2 separate regions of the Zea mays genome follow, and region 1 is linked to region 2. A link is a contact called in public Hi-C data. All regions are on one chromosome and are shown on one strand. The core of a region is the stretch at or near the end of the contact, and the rest is flanking DNA. Distances in the headings are between cores, read along the strand shown. Region 1 holds the start of LOC100281038 (arogenate dehydrogenase). Region 2 holds the start of LOC107522027 (Peptidyl-prolyl cis-trans isomerase CYP20-1).

Region 1 (7,018 bases), core at 832-3,331, 150 kb before region 2:
ACGAGGCAACCGACACCGCTTGAAAGTCACCTAGAGGGGAGTGAATAGGCGAAACCTGAAAAATTATAAACTTTAAAGACAAAATTCACCCGAGTTTAGCATTTAGAACTAGTAATAATGAAATCAGAGTGCGGAAGATAGTTCTTCTTGCCACGAGTTGCTCAATCAATGCGGATAACCTTGGGAGCTAACTTAAAACGATCTCATGCAAGAGAACTTAGAGAGATGGGAGAGGAAGAATCAAATCGCAAAGCAAGATTAACACATAGACAAGAGTGATTTGTTTCCGGGGGTTCGGTTCCGAAGAATCTACTCCCTATTGAGGAGGCCACGTAGACCAGGTCTTTCAACCCTTTCCCTCTATCAAAGGGTTGCTTAGACCAGTTGAGTGCTTCTTCTTAATCTCGAGGGTCACTTAGACCCCGCAAGAATCACCACACAATTAGGTGTCTCTTACTAGCTTTACAAATCACTAAGAGTCTAGAAGGAGATGAAGAAAGCACGATCAAGAAACCAAGCCAAAAGAGCAACAACAAAATCACAATGTCACACTCTCTTGAGTCTCTCCAAAGCACTAATCACTAATGATCTTGAAACACAGTTATGGCACTTATAAAGGACTTTGAAGTTGAGTGCGGATAAAGTGAAGAACTTGCTCTAAGCAATGTATGAAAGTTGTAGAGGCTTGGGTGAATTGAATGGAGTTGATTGGGAATGTATTTATAGCCCCTCAATCACCACATAGTTGTTGCTAACTTTCCTGCTACACGCGGACGGTCCGCCCCTGCATATCAATGGTTGAAATCGCAACGGTCGTCAGTAACGATTATAAGTGCATTAAATGTGTCGTCAGATGTCAGATAAAGCAGTCGCAGACGATCTGGGCGTGCCCCTGGACGCTACACAAGGACGCTAAAAATGATTTTTACCGAACCCGACACCTTCGAGTTTTCAACTAGACAAACTAGTTAGTCCATAAGGTTGTGATGTCATCAAGCACCAAAAGCAATTAGAGAAAATGGTAAAGACCATTTCCCTTTCACCGGTGCCTACACAGTTGTCTTCACCCTCATGCCGACGAGACAGGACGAAGGTGCGGCTGGGCATGGAATCCGCACGGTGACCAAATGAAGATCTTGAACCGCAGGATTAATAGCTCCAAGTTCCGTTTTTTATACAGCTAAGGCCCACCTGTCGGGGCTCCTCATTGCCCATGTACATGCCTCCCTTTGGCTGTAAAAGGGAGGGCATGCACGCTACTTAGAAATAGACACACACACGACACACGGGACCAGACTCGAGCCTATACAGGGACTCGGGGACGGGAAATTCACTCTTGAACTCCCTCGGAGGCATCTCCAACCAGTCTCATACATTGTCAAGCTCTCAGCAATATAACTCACAAGTAGAGTAGGATTACGCTCTAGCGGTCTGAACCACTCTAAACCATCGTGTGTTCTTGTGTTCGTCCATCTCTCCAGACAAACCCTAGATTGTCCCCTGTTCTTAGGATTAGTAAGGGACATTCCGTCACCCAGCTGGAGTTTTTATCTTCGACATTTGCTATAAGACATTTTCCAATTATGATAATTTACTCCTAGACGTTTTCCAATAGCAAAAAATAGTTACCGGAGGAGATACAAAAATTGTTTTGGATTTTGTTCTTTCCAACAATCCCCTTTATTTGAAGGGAACGAGGCTATGATTTGAGGAACTGGTGATTTTTTTCATTCGAGTTGGGTCTGGAGAGCCCTGTAACTTTTTTGGTTATTCCTATCTCATGTAAATTGGATGTGATTGAAAAAAATTATAATTTTTTTAACTTGTTTTGTATTGAAACCCACTAAATCTCATCCAATTTACATAGACTGAGAATAATAAAACGAACCACCTTAACGTGGCTGTCGTATTTTCAGCTGGAGCTGCGGTTGCAACTTTAGCTGCAGCGAAAGGATGCGTTGTTGTAAATACAAGTCCAAGACTCCCCAACAAATGATCCTAGCAGGTGTCTGTCACCTACTACTTAGGTTGGGTCGTTCGGTGTGATGTGATGTTGACACGCACACGCACTCCCATCTAATTCTCCAGCGACCAACCACACCCAAAGGCCCAAGTAAACGCCAGAGAGGAGAGGAGAGGAGAGGAGTGGAGAGCAGAGGAGAGCAGCAGCCAGCCAGCAGCAGCAGCCGAGAGCCCAACCCCAACTCCACAAGCAAAGATGCTGTCGTCTTCCACCTCCACCCTCCGCCTCCACCAACCAACCCGACCCCACCGGCGCCACCCGCCGGCCCCGGCCTTGGGGGTCGCCACCCACCTGGCCTCCCCGCGGCGGTGGCGCGGACACGCCCCGGGGGCGGGGGCGCCCCTCCGCGCGCGGCCCCAGCGCATCCGCGCGGTGGACGCCGCCCAGCCGTTCGACTACGAGTCCCGCGCGGCGGGGCTGCTGGAGGAGCGGCAGCGGCTGAAGATCGCCATCGTCGGGTTCGGCAACTTCGGGCAGTTCCTGGCGCGCACGTTCGCGCGGCAGGGGCACACGCTGCTGGCGCACTCGCGGACGGACCACACGGCGCTGGCGACGACGCTGGGGGCCACCTTCTTCGCGGACCCGCACGACCTGTGCGAGTGCCACCCGGACGTGGTGCTCCTGGCCACCTCCATCCTGTCGGCCGAGGCCGTGCTGCGCTCGCTCCCCGTGCACCGCCTCCGCCGCAACACGCTCTTCGTGGACGTGCTGTCCGTGAAGGAGTTCCCCAAGAACCTGCTGCTCAGCTCCCTGCCCCCCGACTTTGACGTCATCTGCACGCACCCCATGTTCGGGCCGGAGTCGGCGCGCGACGGCTGGGACGGCCTGCCCTTCGTGTTCGACCGGGTCCGCGTCGGGGACTGCCCCGCGCGCCGCGCCCGCGCCGACGCCTTCCTCAACATCTTCGAGCGCGAGGGCTGCCGGATGGTGGAGATGTCCTGCGCCGAGCACGACGCGCACGCCGCCGAGACCCAGTTCCTGACGCACACCGTGGGGCGGATGCTCGCCATGCTGGAGCTGCGCTCCACGCCCATCAACACCAAGGGCTACGAGACGCTGCTCCGCCTCGTGGACAACACCTGCAGCGACAGCTTCGACCTCTACAACGGCCTCTTCATGTACAACAAGAACTCCACCGAGCTGCTCAACCGCCTCGAGTGGGCCATGGACTCCGTCAAGAAGAGGCTCTTCGACGGCCTCCACGACGTGCTTCGGAAGCAGCTCTTCGAGGGGTCCCCGCACGCCCCCGACGTCTCCTCCTCCAACGTCCGCAAGTAGACACGGCCGCCGCCGGGGGGGGGGGGGGGGGGTTCGTCTCGCCCCCAATCTCATCATCATCTGTTGTTAGTAATAAATTAAATTCCAGTTCCAATTCTCCTTGCCATTGTATTTGTAGTACCAGCCTGTATCTGTATTCTCCGTTTCTCCTCCCAACTCCCTCCTGTCAGTTCAGTTTTACAGTTGAGGGATGAAATGTGGCAGCTTGGCATTGCAATTTGTGACAAACAAACTGAATAAATAAGCAATCTTTGGCATTGCAAGTCTGTAATAATAACACCAGGACGAGGGAAAATCAGAAGAGGTCTCAAATACAGTGCGCAGTCAAAAACCAGATGGCTTTCGGGTCCCTAATTCATGAACGCTGCTGCTGCTGATTACGGTTGGTAAGCTGCTTTCTTGACAGCGGTGGCAGGAACACTGACTGGGTCAGGTGCAACACCACAGAGAAAACTAAAAACCGTGTGCTTCGGGGGCGCTGCACCGCCGTGGAAAAACAGCTTCTGGTATAGGTCCGGGTCACATCGTTGTCAGCGGAGTGCTCTGTCTGTCTGTCTGTCTGTGAGAATCGCGCGGTTGTTAGAGCAAATGGTTGGTCGGAGCTGAAGGTGCTGTGGAAGTAGAGATGCCCACCATTTAAATGGGCATTTAGGGTGTGTTTGGTATGTATATAGTGAGATGAAAGGGGGCGGATATAGTTGGTTGGATAAGAGTCACGTATGAGTGAAGTAAACATCGGAGTAGTTTTTTGTGACAACGTGACCCAAAAAATCAAGGGAACTGTGTCAACCCCGCTCCATCATATTTTGACCTCAAATCAAACATATCCTAATTCATTAGGATATATATATATATATATATATATATATATATATATATATATATATATATATATATATATATATATATATATATATATATATATATAGACTTAATATTTTAATTGTGGATTTTTTATTGGGAAAAAGCCTTTACTCAATGGGTAAAATGGGTATTAGAACGTTACACCTTAACTCATGCCCCGTTAACCCGTGGATATAAAATATCCACTATAAACTTAGTCTAAAGGCATGAATTTGAGCTTCATTCATCCATCTCTTTTACTATTTAACAATCTTTTAAGGCATAGTGTCATAGAAGGCTTAACGGCTATTTGATGACCATAATGAACATGTAATATGCTATGTAGTACTATCTAATGTTGCTACTTTATCCAATTATCTTTGGTGTTGTTGAATGGATGGTTAAATGATGCTAAAAAAATTATAACAATATTTAGATAGATATACTTGACATTTGTACAATATACCATTTTGATAGATGTTTATTTTTTGTGGATCAGGATGACCCGACGGGTGACTCATACCAATATAGTTATAGGTATAAAGTAAATTCATACCCAATAGTGTATATAGATGATTTCGGTGGATATTTACCCATTATCATCTCTATGCGTGGGAGTCATCATAAATCGAAGAAGACGTGCAAGCACGGCCGCAGATTGAACTAAGTCTTTGTTATTTTTTTCTCGTTTTTTTTATTTTTTTAGAAGTGCGTTTTTCTAGTTGAGGGCAGCACGCAGTCCCCATTTGTACAGTAGGAAACTAGAAATTACTGCTGCAGTCTACTGCTAATCGCTAGCGGGATTCATGTGGTCAAAAACATGAACTGGCCCGCCCACATTTTTACTGCGAGGGCAAAGCCAGACACGTGCCGTGACAAGTTCAAGCACGACCCCGCCGGCCACCGGATCGGATCAGGGGTCCCCGGTCCCTTCCTTCCGTCCAAAACTACCATAGTATTCTCGTGCTTCGTTCAGGGTACGCTCCCCCCACCACACCCCCCCCCCCCCCCCCCACCCACACACAACAACATCTGTGCAGAAAGCTTATTGACACTGAACGAAGCACGTTAGGCCAAATTAGGATGTGTTTGATTGAATATATATGAAGGGATGGAATAGGATGGCCACAATTTCAATAGTGTTTGGATGAGAGTCATGTAGAGACTAGATAAACTCCGAGTAGTTTTTGGTGGTGGCATGATCCAAAAAATTGTGTGAGGGCAAAGTCAGGGTACCATATAAACATGGATAAAATGATCAAACGTTTCACTCTCACGATGTAAGTAATCTTTACTCCTGAGCAAACAATTATCTAAAGCGAAGCTGAAGCCACCAAACAATAGTGCATATCTATACTATACTTAAAGCAACAGTTTCAACGGTCGTCCCGCGTCATCTTTTTACAAATAACCTCTCACAACTATTTCAAATTAATCCGTTGCACGCATATAGATGGCCAAACGGCGACCCGGCACGGGCCAAACACCCGCGGGCCACAAATCTGACACAGGCACGTCATGCTGGCCTCCTGACTGTGCCGGGCCAGCCTGTTAGCCCGTCAGTCCATTTAATTAAATCAGGGCAAAACTGTCTAACCAGTGCAACAACATGCTCAGATGTTTTTAAAATTGAATATAAATTGTATATATGTATATACGTTTTTGTAAAATAAATAAATATAATCGTGTCGGGCCGGGCCAGCACTACGGGCTAGGCTACAGCCCAAGCACGACATGATGTTCTTGGCTCTTGCAAGCATTAGGTCGTTTCTGAGACCATATTGGCGCAATGGACTTCATAGTGTTTGAGGTTGCTGAATTGGATGGAGCAACAATGATTTGTCACACTAATAGTAAAATGAAAGGTTATTTGTTGGTTTTAAACGTTAGTAATTGCTACGAAGTAGCATAATTTATATGGAGCGCATCCAGTTTTTATTGATGCGTGACTTTAGCAATCACTCCATATTTTGATTTATCTTTTTTATAAGTTTGAGTTCATGTGACTTACAAACTTGTCGGCGTTTCGATCCCGGGGGGTCCCTGGACCGACGAGTAAATTGTCGCTGCGTGTCCCAGCCCAGATGGGTCGGCGCGAGACGGAACACGAGGGGGGAAAGACAACAAGGGGAAACCGCGGCCTTCGTGTTGTCCTGCGCCCAGGGCGGATGCGCTTGCAGTAGGGGGTTACAAGCGTTCGCGAGGGAGAGAGAGAGACCGTCCGCCAGCCCGTTCTCCCCGCGCGGCCACCTTCTCGTACGAGAGCCCTGGGCCTTTCTTTTATAGACGTAAGGAGAGGGCCTAGGTGTACAATGGGGGGTGTAGCAATGTGCTAACGTGTTTAGCAGAGAGGAGCCAGAGCCCTAAGTACATGCCGTCGTGGCTGTCGGAGAAGTTTTGGCGCCCTGTTCATGTGATGTCGTGGCCGTCGGAGGAGCGCTTGAGCCCCGTGGAAGTACAGCTGTCGAGGCTATCGGATCCTTGTTGACGTCTCCTTGCTTCCGTAAGGGGCTGAGAGCCGCCGTCGTCATGGAGCACGCGGGGTGCCATCATTACTTGTTTACCGGGGCGAGCCAGATGGGACGTCGGTCTTGTTCCCCGTAGCCTGAGCTAGCTAGGGGTAGGGTAATGATGGCCCCTCCTGTGACGTGGTCGGTCCGAGCCCGAGGTCGGGCGAGGCGGAGGCTCCTCCGAGGTCGAGGCTGAGTCTGGGCCCGGGGGTCGGGCGAGGCGGAGACCGTCGTCCGAGGTCGAGGTTGAGTCCGAGCCCCAGGGGTCGGGCGAGGCGGAGACCGCCTTCCGGAGTCGAGGCTGAGTCCGAGCCCTGGGGTCGGGCGAGGCGGAGTCCGTCTTCCGAGGTCGAGGCTGAGTCTG
Region 2 (7,032 bases), core at 1,164-3,663:
TGAGAGGGGCCTCAGGTGAAGCATGGCTTATGATCATTCGTCCTCGGAGGAATGTACCTTGATGGTGGTTTAGAGGTTAAGCATGTTTTAGGGGTGTAATCTAGGTACCCATATTTACTATATCCGACAATACTAATATGAGGAATAGAGTCATTTCATCAAATTTGAGGAAGGGAACCATAATGCACCACCTCATTTCATTTTGGATAGAGTGATTCTTCAAACCAAACACCCCATTAGAGTCGAATTCGAGTGATTTTATTAATTAATTGCTTGTGAAATTCATACTTAGGGCGTTTGGCAGAGCTCCCACAGCTTTGCTCCCAGCGAGAATCACTCCCATTAAGCTAAATGGTAAAAAACTGAACTACTTCATGGTGGAAGTGGAGTGAATATAGTCTCTATCTTGTACTAGAAAGTGAGAGCCAAAAAAACCTGCTCTCCGCCCTCTAAGCCCTCAGCAATCACTTCACGACCCATTTGGCAAACGGTTTTCATCAAATAGCAGATTCACTTTTGTTAGAGAATCACACGGAATTACCCTATTAGAGAATCATGTAGCGGAGCTATATGCCAAACGAGCCACTCTCTGTACAATCAAAGCATGCATTTGAAACGGATCTCGGTACACGTACGTACACGTCAGCATGATCTCTCCGTACAATCAAAGCAACACAAGTGGCCTTAATTTGGCAGTCTTTCAATTCACCATGATCTGAAGAAGAGCACGTCTTATATAATTAACCATGCACACGTTTGGTTTCTTAACGAACAAGACAGATCGATCGGATTGATGGATCGTGCAGTGAGTCGTTCTCCTCGTCATCGATCAGAGGTCACGATGGCCGGCGGCGGCGGGCGCTGGCAGCTGGCCGCTGTTGGCTATGACGACCTTGGCCTTGGGCACGCCGGTGAGCTGGCCCTCGGCTTCGATCTTGCGCACGACGTCCATCCCTTTCACCACCTTGCCGAACACCACGTGGCGCCCGTCCAGCTTCTTGGGCAACCTTTGTTTGCAATTTCGCATGCACACGTTAATTTTTTTTAAAAAAAACATCACACATCTGCATGCATGTGCTCAAGAAAAAAAAAAAGACATCACACATGCAAGAGGGGATCGAGATCTGTCTATGACTACTGTTACCGGTTTTCGTCTACGGTGGTGATGAAGAACTGGGAGCCATTGGAGTCGGGCCCGTAGTTAGCCATGGACAGCGTACCTGCAGCGCAGCAGACCATCAGCGCTGATCGAAGACAGACAGTGTTCAGACGTCGTCGTCGTCCACGCATGAGCGCAAGCATGCATGCTTCCCATTGATCATCAGAGGGTCAGCTAGTAGCTAGCGTACCGGCTTTAGCGTGGGTGTGCTTGAAGTTCTCGTCGGAGAAGATGGTGCTGCCGTAGATGGACTCGCCCCCCGTGCCGTTGCCGTTGGTGAAGTCGCCTCCCTGGATCATGAACCCCGGGATGATCCTGTGGAACGTCGACCCCTTGTACCACAGAGGCTTGCCGGACTTGGCAATTCCTTTCTCCCCTGCGCGTGCGTGCGTATACGTACGTGTGTACGTGTGTGTATTATATATATATAATGACGACGGATTCTTTGTACACATACAGTGTCCCATGCATGAACACAAGCTAGCGTACCTGTGCAAAGTGCTCGGAAGTTCTCTGCGAAAAAAAGGAAGAAAGAAAACGCATGCATACATGGCATGCATGGACGGTGTATCAGTTAGGGCCTTAGGGGTTCCTAGCAACAACGTACGACGACATTTTGTCGCGACGATGATGATCTGTGAACTATATATATATAGCGTATATACCTGCTGTTTTAGGAACGGTGTCCCCAAACAGTCCCAGCACGATCCGGCCTGCGTAGATGTGTGTACATGTGAAATTGAGTTGTGATTAGGAGCGGCCGGCAACAACGCGTACATGCATGCAGGCAGAAGGCTGGGTCCGACGACGTATATATATCCATGCATACATGATGCATGCACCGCACGGCGCACGCACGTACGAACCTGCAGGCTTGCCGTCGATCTCGATGTCCAAGAAGGTCTCGGCCGTGACCTTGTCCAGGTCCGCCGCCGATGCCGATGGTCCTCCTCCTTGCGCCCCCTGGATTCGACAGCGACAATGGCAATGGCATGCATCAGAAGAGCTGCATGCTGGACTGCTGGTTCGACATGATGGATCGTCGGCGGAGCCACTAATATTCAGAGAATGACCAATGGAACCGAGCACCGTACGTGGGCCAGCGCCAGCGTGGCCGCGGCGAGAGCGAGGCACAGGCACGTCGCCGCCGATGAGCTGCGCGGAGCCATCGATCGCCGCCGCCGGGTATCTGGTTCCTCCCTCCTCGATCGTCGCCGGCGGTCCTGCGTCTCTCTCTCTCTTCGCTCCTTTTCCTGCAGGCTGCAGCGCCACGTCCGTCCTCTCGATCCTTATAAAGGAGGAGGGCGGGCGCTGGCTGACAGGTGGGGGCGAGGCAGGAATAACGATGGCCCTACGAATTATAGACGCCACGCCACGCACGTCGGGGATTCACGCAACTGCTTGTCACTCTGTTGTTGCCTAGAAATAGATGCTGCCGCTCTGTTGGATTTGGATTTGGGGCACAGCGGCAGGCACATCCCAAACATCACAAGCTTGCACGCATGCTACCACAGCCTCGTCAAGGCGACAAAACATCCTGCTCAATTCCGAGACATCCTACAATTACAATGTGCAGGCTCCTGGCCGGCCCCTATTGGGCCTAGTACGTTTGGGTACGCAACTGGAGTGGTTCAAAGGGAATTGGATGGTATTTAAATCCACTCAATAGAGCAAAATCGCCCTCAATATCTTTTGATCCACTCCAATTCCTCTCATTCCAAGAGTACCGAACTAGGCTAGTGCCGGCTATAGATGGCCAATAAGCACGAGGCCCGCGAGCCCGACACGAAGCCCGCTGTTTGGGCCCGATCCGAGCCCGGCATGGCTCGGTTCTATGCGGGTTCGGGCCGGCCCGACACGAATAAACGGGCCGGACTCGGACAGAAAACTAGTCACGGTGGGCTAGCCCGGCATGACACGTTTACCTCTAATCCCGTTTTTTTTTTGCACTAAACCGTGCTTACCGGCCCTCTTAGCTCGTTTTCGACCCACTTTTTCCGTGCTAAACGGGCCCACCCGACCCGTTTAGGCCCGCGGCAGGCCAGGCTCTGACAAGAAAACAAACCCACGGGCTTAGACAGTCCGTCCGGATTTTCTAACCGTGCCTAACGGGTCTGATTCAAAACGAACCAGGCTTCACCGGGCCAGACCGGACCAGACGGCCCGTTTGGCCATCTCTAGTGCGGGCCTTGAGGCTGGGGCAAAGGAGTGACCGCACCAGGCCCCAGATCCTAATTATATACTTGGTAGTTACTATATATATATATAGAGCTCAATAGTCTAGTAACGAGTATTAAAGAGTTGGCAACATCGACGTGTCTATGACACTCTGACCCAACCACATTTCAACATGTTAGAATAAACATTTTAAGAAAATATCGTAATACTTATCTTTTATTTAATTATTGTTTGATATAAATATTATATATATATATATATATATATAAATTTTTCATATCAGTAATATATATTCAAAATAAATAATTAAAGAATAATCAGAAAAGTCTCTACTATTTTAAATTTTGCTTCGGACAATTAATATGTAAGCAGGTACTAGGTGCAAGCACGCAAGCAGACTTTTTACTCCGTTAGATTTAGATCTAACAGTATGTTATATTTAGCACTTAAACTCTTCCAGCACCACCTGTTACAGCTTTACAAAAAACTCTCTAACAAACCACAATTGTATATACCGTTGGATACAGATCTAACGGACTAAAAGTGTGCTTGCACGTTTGCACGTAGTACCTGCTTGCATATTAGTCGTTGCCAAAATCTAATAACTGTGTCATCTAGGCCTTAAGAGTATATACGGCTACTATCATCGTCTTTTGGGTGCTGGAGCTTGGGGAAACGACCTTGTGGATGTTTATCGAAGGACATGCTGGTTTTATGCAAGCTCAGCTTCTTATCTCCTCTATTAACTCATGTTACAATCGTGTTTACTTGGATACATGCTTCATTGCAACGACATTCCATGTATGTGGATATATGATTTGTCGAGATTATTGACGCGGATCTAACTACGACTCTGAGTTTAGAGCAACTCCATGTCAACGCGGATTTGCAAAATGCCTTGAATGGATAAAAAAATAAAAACCACTTAATTCCTTATACATCTTGCTCGGTATATTATGTCCCTCGCTAAGCATTTTCCTATATACAATACCGGTTCAAAGCGGCGTTCTTCACGCTATCCACGTCAGCGGAAATTTTTTTAGCTACTCGATTGTGGATCAACGGCTCACATATCTCTGAAGACCACTCCCTCGTTACCTTCGCTGCTTCTGGAAATACAATACCGGTTCAAAGCGGCGTTCTTCACGCTATCCACGTCAGCGGAAATTTTTTTAGCTACTCGATTGTGGATCAACGGCTCACATATCTCTGAAGACCACTCCCTCGTTACCTTCGCTGCTTCTGGAAATTTCCTCTCCTCAGTCCTCACACAGTCAAACTTCCATCTTGTCCCTCATCCTTGCTCCCTCCGCCGCGTCTTCCGTTTCCAGCCTCCGCCGCGTCTTCCGTCTCGAGCCTCCGCCGCGTCTTCCGTCTCCAGCACTCCAGCAGGTTTGCTTTCCTTTCTTTTTTTCCCCCGAATTGTATAGTTGCGGCAGATCTGCCGGTTCGTTGTTTGATTTTTTTACCCCCCAAATCGGTGACCTTGCTCAGCTTGCTGCTCGCCATTCCTCCCTCCACCTCCTCATTGCGTGGGCCGCTGCACTGAGCAGCAACAACCAGCAGATCTGCCGGTTCGTTGTTTGATTTTTTTACCCCTCAAATCGGTGACCTTGCTGCTCGACATTCCTCCCTCCACCTCCTCATTGCGTGGGCCGCTGCACTGAGCAGCAACAACCAGCAGATCTGCCGGTTCGTTGTTTGATTTTTTTACCCCCCAAATCGGTGACCTTGCTGCTCGCCATTCCTCCCTCCAGTCCTTCTGTCCGCAGCCTACCACACACGCCACGCCTCGCCTCTGCCGCGCGCACGAGGGCGTCGCCTCCTCTCAAAGACTCGACTCCGCCCCTGCAGGCAACTGCAAGGCTGGCACTTCATCCGGCGGCGGCGATGGCGGAGCCGCGGGGCGGGAAGAGGGACGTGCTAGGGTGGCTGGAGTAGTGCCGCGGTTGGATGGCCATCGTGGGGGAGTTCCTCTTCCAGCGCATCACCGCCAGCCACCTGGCCAACCCGCTCGAGCTGCCCCCGCTCGATGGCGTCTCCATCGTTGTTCTAATTGATTTTTTTACCCCCCAAATAGGTGTGCTTTTTCTATTCAATGAAATGTCCATGCCCATCGCTGCCCAATTTTGTGTCTGAATATGTGTAGGTGTGAATCGTGGTGCTTGCAAAGTGGTAATGTGCCCGATGTTGTAGTAGTAGTAACAGTGCCATAGTGCTGTTCGATGTTACTGTCTTGAGTTCATGCCTTCAGGTGCTGAAGAGTGAAGGCGCCACTAAAATCCAGTTTTCCGTTTCTCCAGAATCTGGAAGTCCTTTGGAGTATGCCATAGTTCCATGTATGTATCATGGAAAATCTTAGCACTGCAGCCCGATGCTATTACGTAATGTCACCAACCTAGTGGTAGGCATCTGATGGATTACAATGTAGTAACACGCATGCCATTTGTAAGCGTGGAATATTATTGAGAAAATTTTCTCGCCACAGTTTGGTATTTTAGTTAAGTTTGGAACAAGAGACAATAACTTCATTGGATGACCGTACAAATTTTTGTAACTGATAGAGACAATCCTATGGGCGTATTATGCGAACAAAACAAATAGATTGTTACTAGATTTAGAATGTGTTCTGTCTGGACATTAAACATGTGTGAATTGTTTGTGGTCACAAATAAACTGGTTCCGACAACGTGTTTTTTTCCCGTCGTCGATTTACATATTATTTGGTTTGTAATTCGGTTTTTCTTCTTCACCTCAGTGAGGTTTTTTTAATGGTTATAAATAAACTGGTTCTAACAACGTGTGCTTTTTCGGTTTCACTTATTTACCTCAATGAAGTTGGGAGACCCCAGAAAAAAAATAACACTTTCTGCCTTCAGGTGCCAAATGGCGATGCCTTCTAATTATGTGTTGTAGAATATAAAGGTGTTCATTATGTGTCGTAGGATATAAAGGTTTTTGCCCAGCTTCTAAGTTCTGAATTTTCATCATGTAGGTCATATTCGTCCTCTGCTGAAGACAAAATTCGTGAGGTAAGTCTTTTCATACCTTCTGTTTCGAAGTGCCTTGGGTTCTATTGCACTGCTGCGTGAATTATTCCATTTTGTAGCATTTCATCCCAACCCACTTGGTTCATGTACTGATTTTGCTATGTACTGTGATCCCTTTCTAACAACAAATTTAATAGTTTTGTTCATACACTGTTTCCTAATTAGTGATGAAGACATCAACCTATTTATCCTTGGGTAGCAACCAATGCATCTGCTATGTATATGATTTCTCTCTACTTCCTCCTCTACCGAATTGGCTAATTATATGTGTACACCAAAAGTACCATGAATAGTTCATTCCAAAAAAGGTACAGTTAACAATCTACACAGTTTGCATTTTCCCCGTGCTTTGTAAACTGTTAACACAACCATGTGGTAATACATATCTGATGATCACTATATAATTGATCTGTACAAACATGTACATATACAATACCGGTTCAAAGCGGCGTTCTTCACGCTATCCACGTCAGCGGAAATTTTTTTAGCTACTCGATTGTGGATCAACGGCTCACATATCTCTGAAGACCACTCCCTCGTTACCTTCGCTGCTTCTGGAAATACAATACCGGTTCAAAGCGGCGTTCTTCACGCTATCCACGTCAGCGGAAATTTTTTTAGCTACTCGATTGTGGATCAACGGCT

The links. A called contact is a pair of places that touch in the nucleus more often than the background predicts.
Region 1: a Hi-C map of tassel shows a contact between it and region 2, with 5 times the contacts expected there. The contact joins the promoter of LOC100281038 here to the promoter of LOC107522027 in region 2. A contact is called at or near these places in 3 of 25 Hi-C or Micro-C datasets (ear, leaf and tassel).

The regions. Positions count from the first base shown.
Region 1 is chr5:61,126,666-61,133,683 of Zm-B73-REFERENCE-NAM-5.0, reverse strand. It overlaps LOC100281038 (arogenate dehydrogenase), which reads left to right and starts at 2,081. Exons shown (of 1, transcript NM_001153957.2): 1 at 2,081-3,570. The coding sequence starts at 2,219. The coding sequence ends at 3,301.
Region 2 is chr5:60,981,263-60,988,294 of Zm-B73-REFERENCE-NAM-5.0, reverse strand. It overlaps LOC107522027 (Peptidyl-prolyl cis-trans isomerase CYP20-1), which reads right to left and starts at 2,413. Exons shown (of 7, transcript NM_001322122.1): 1 at 2,254-2,413; 2 at 2,026-2,122; 3 at 1,825-1,872; 4 at 1,649-1,672; 5 at 1,350-1,535; 6 at 1,145-1,220; 7 at 498-1,007. The coding sequence starts at 2,328. The coding sequence ends at 830. LOC118472016 reads left to right here and starts at 6,829. Exons shown (of 14, transcript XM_035959049.1): 1 at 6,829-7,032. LOC111589269 (a long non-coding RNA gene) reads left to right here and starts at 4,337. Exons shown (of 2, transcript XR_002748268.1): 1 at 4,337-4,729; 2 at 6,333-6,370.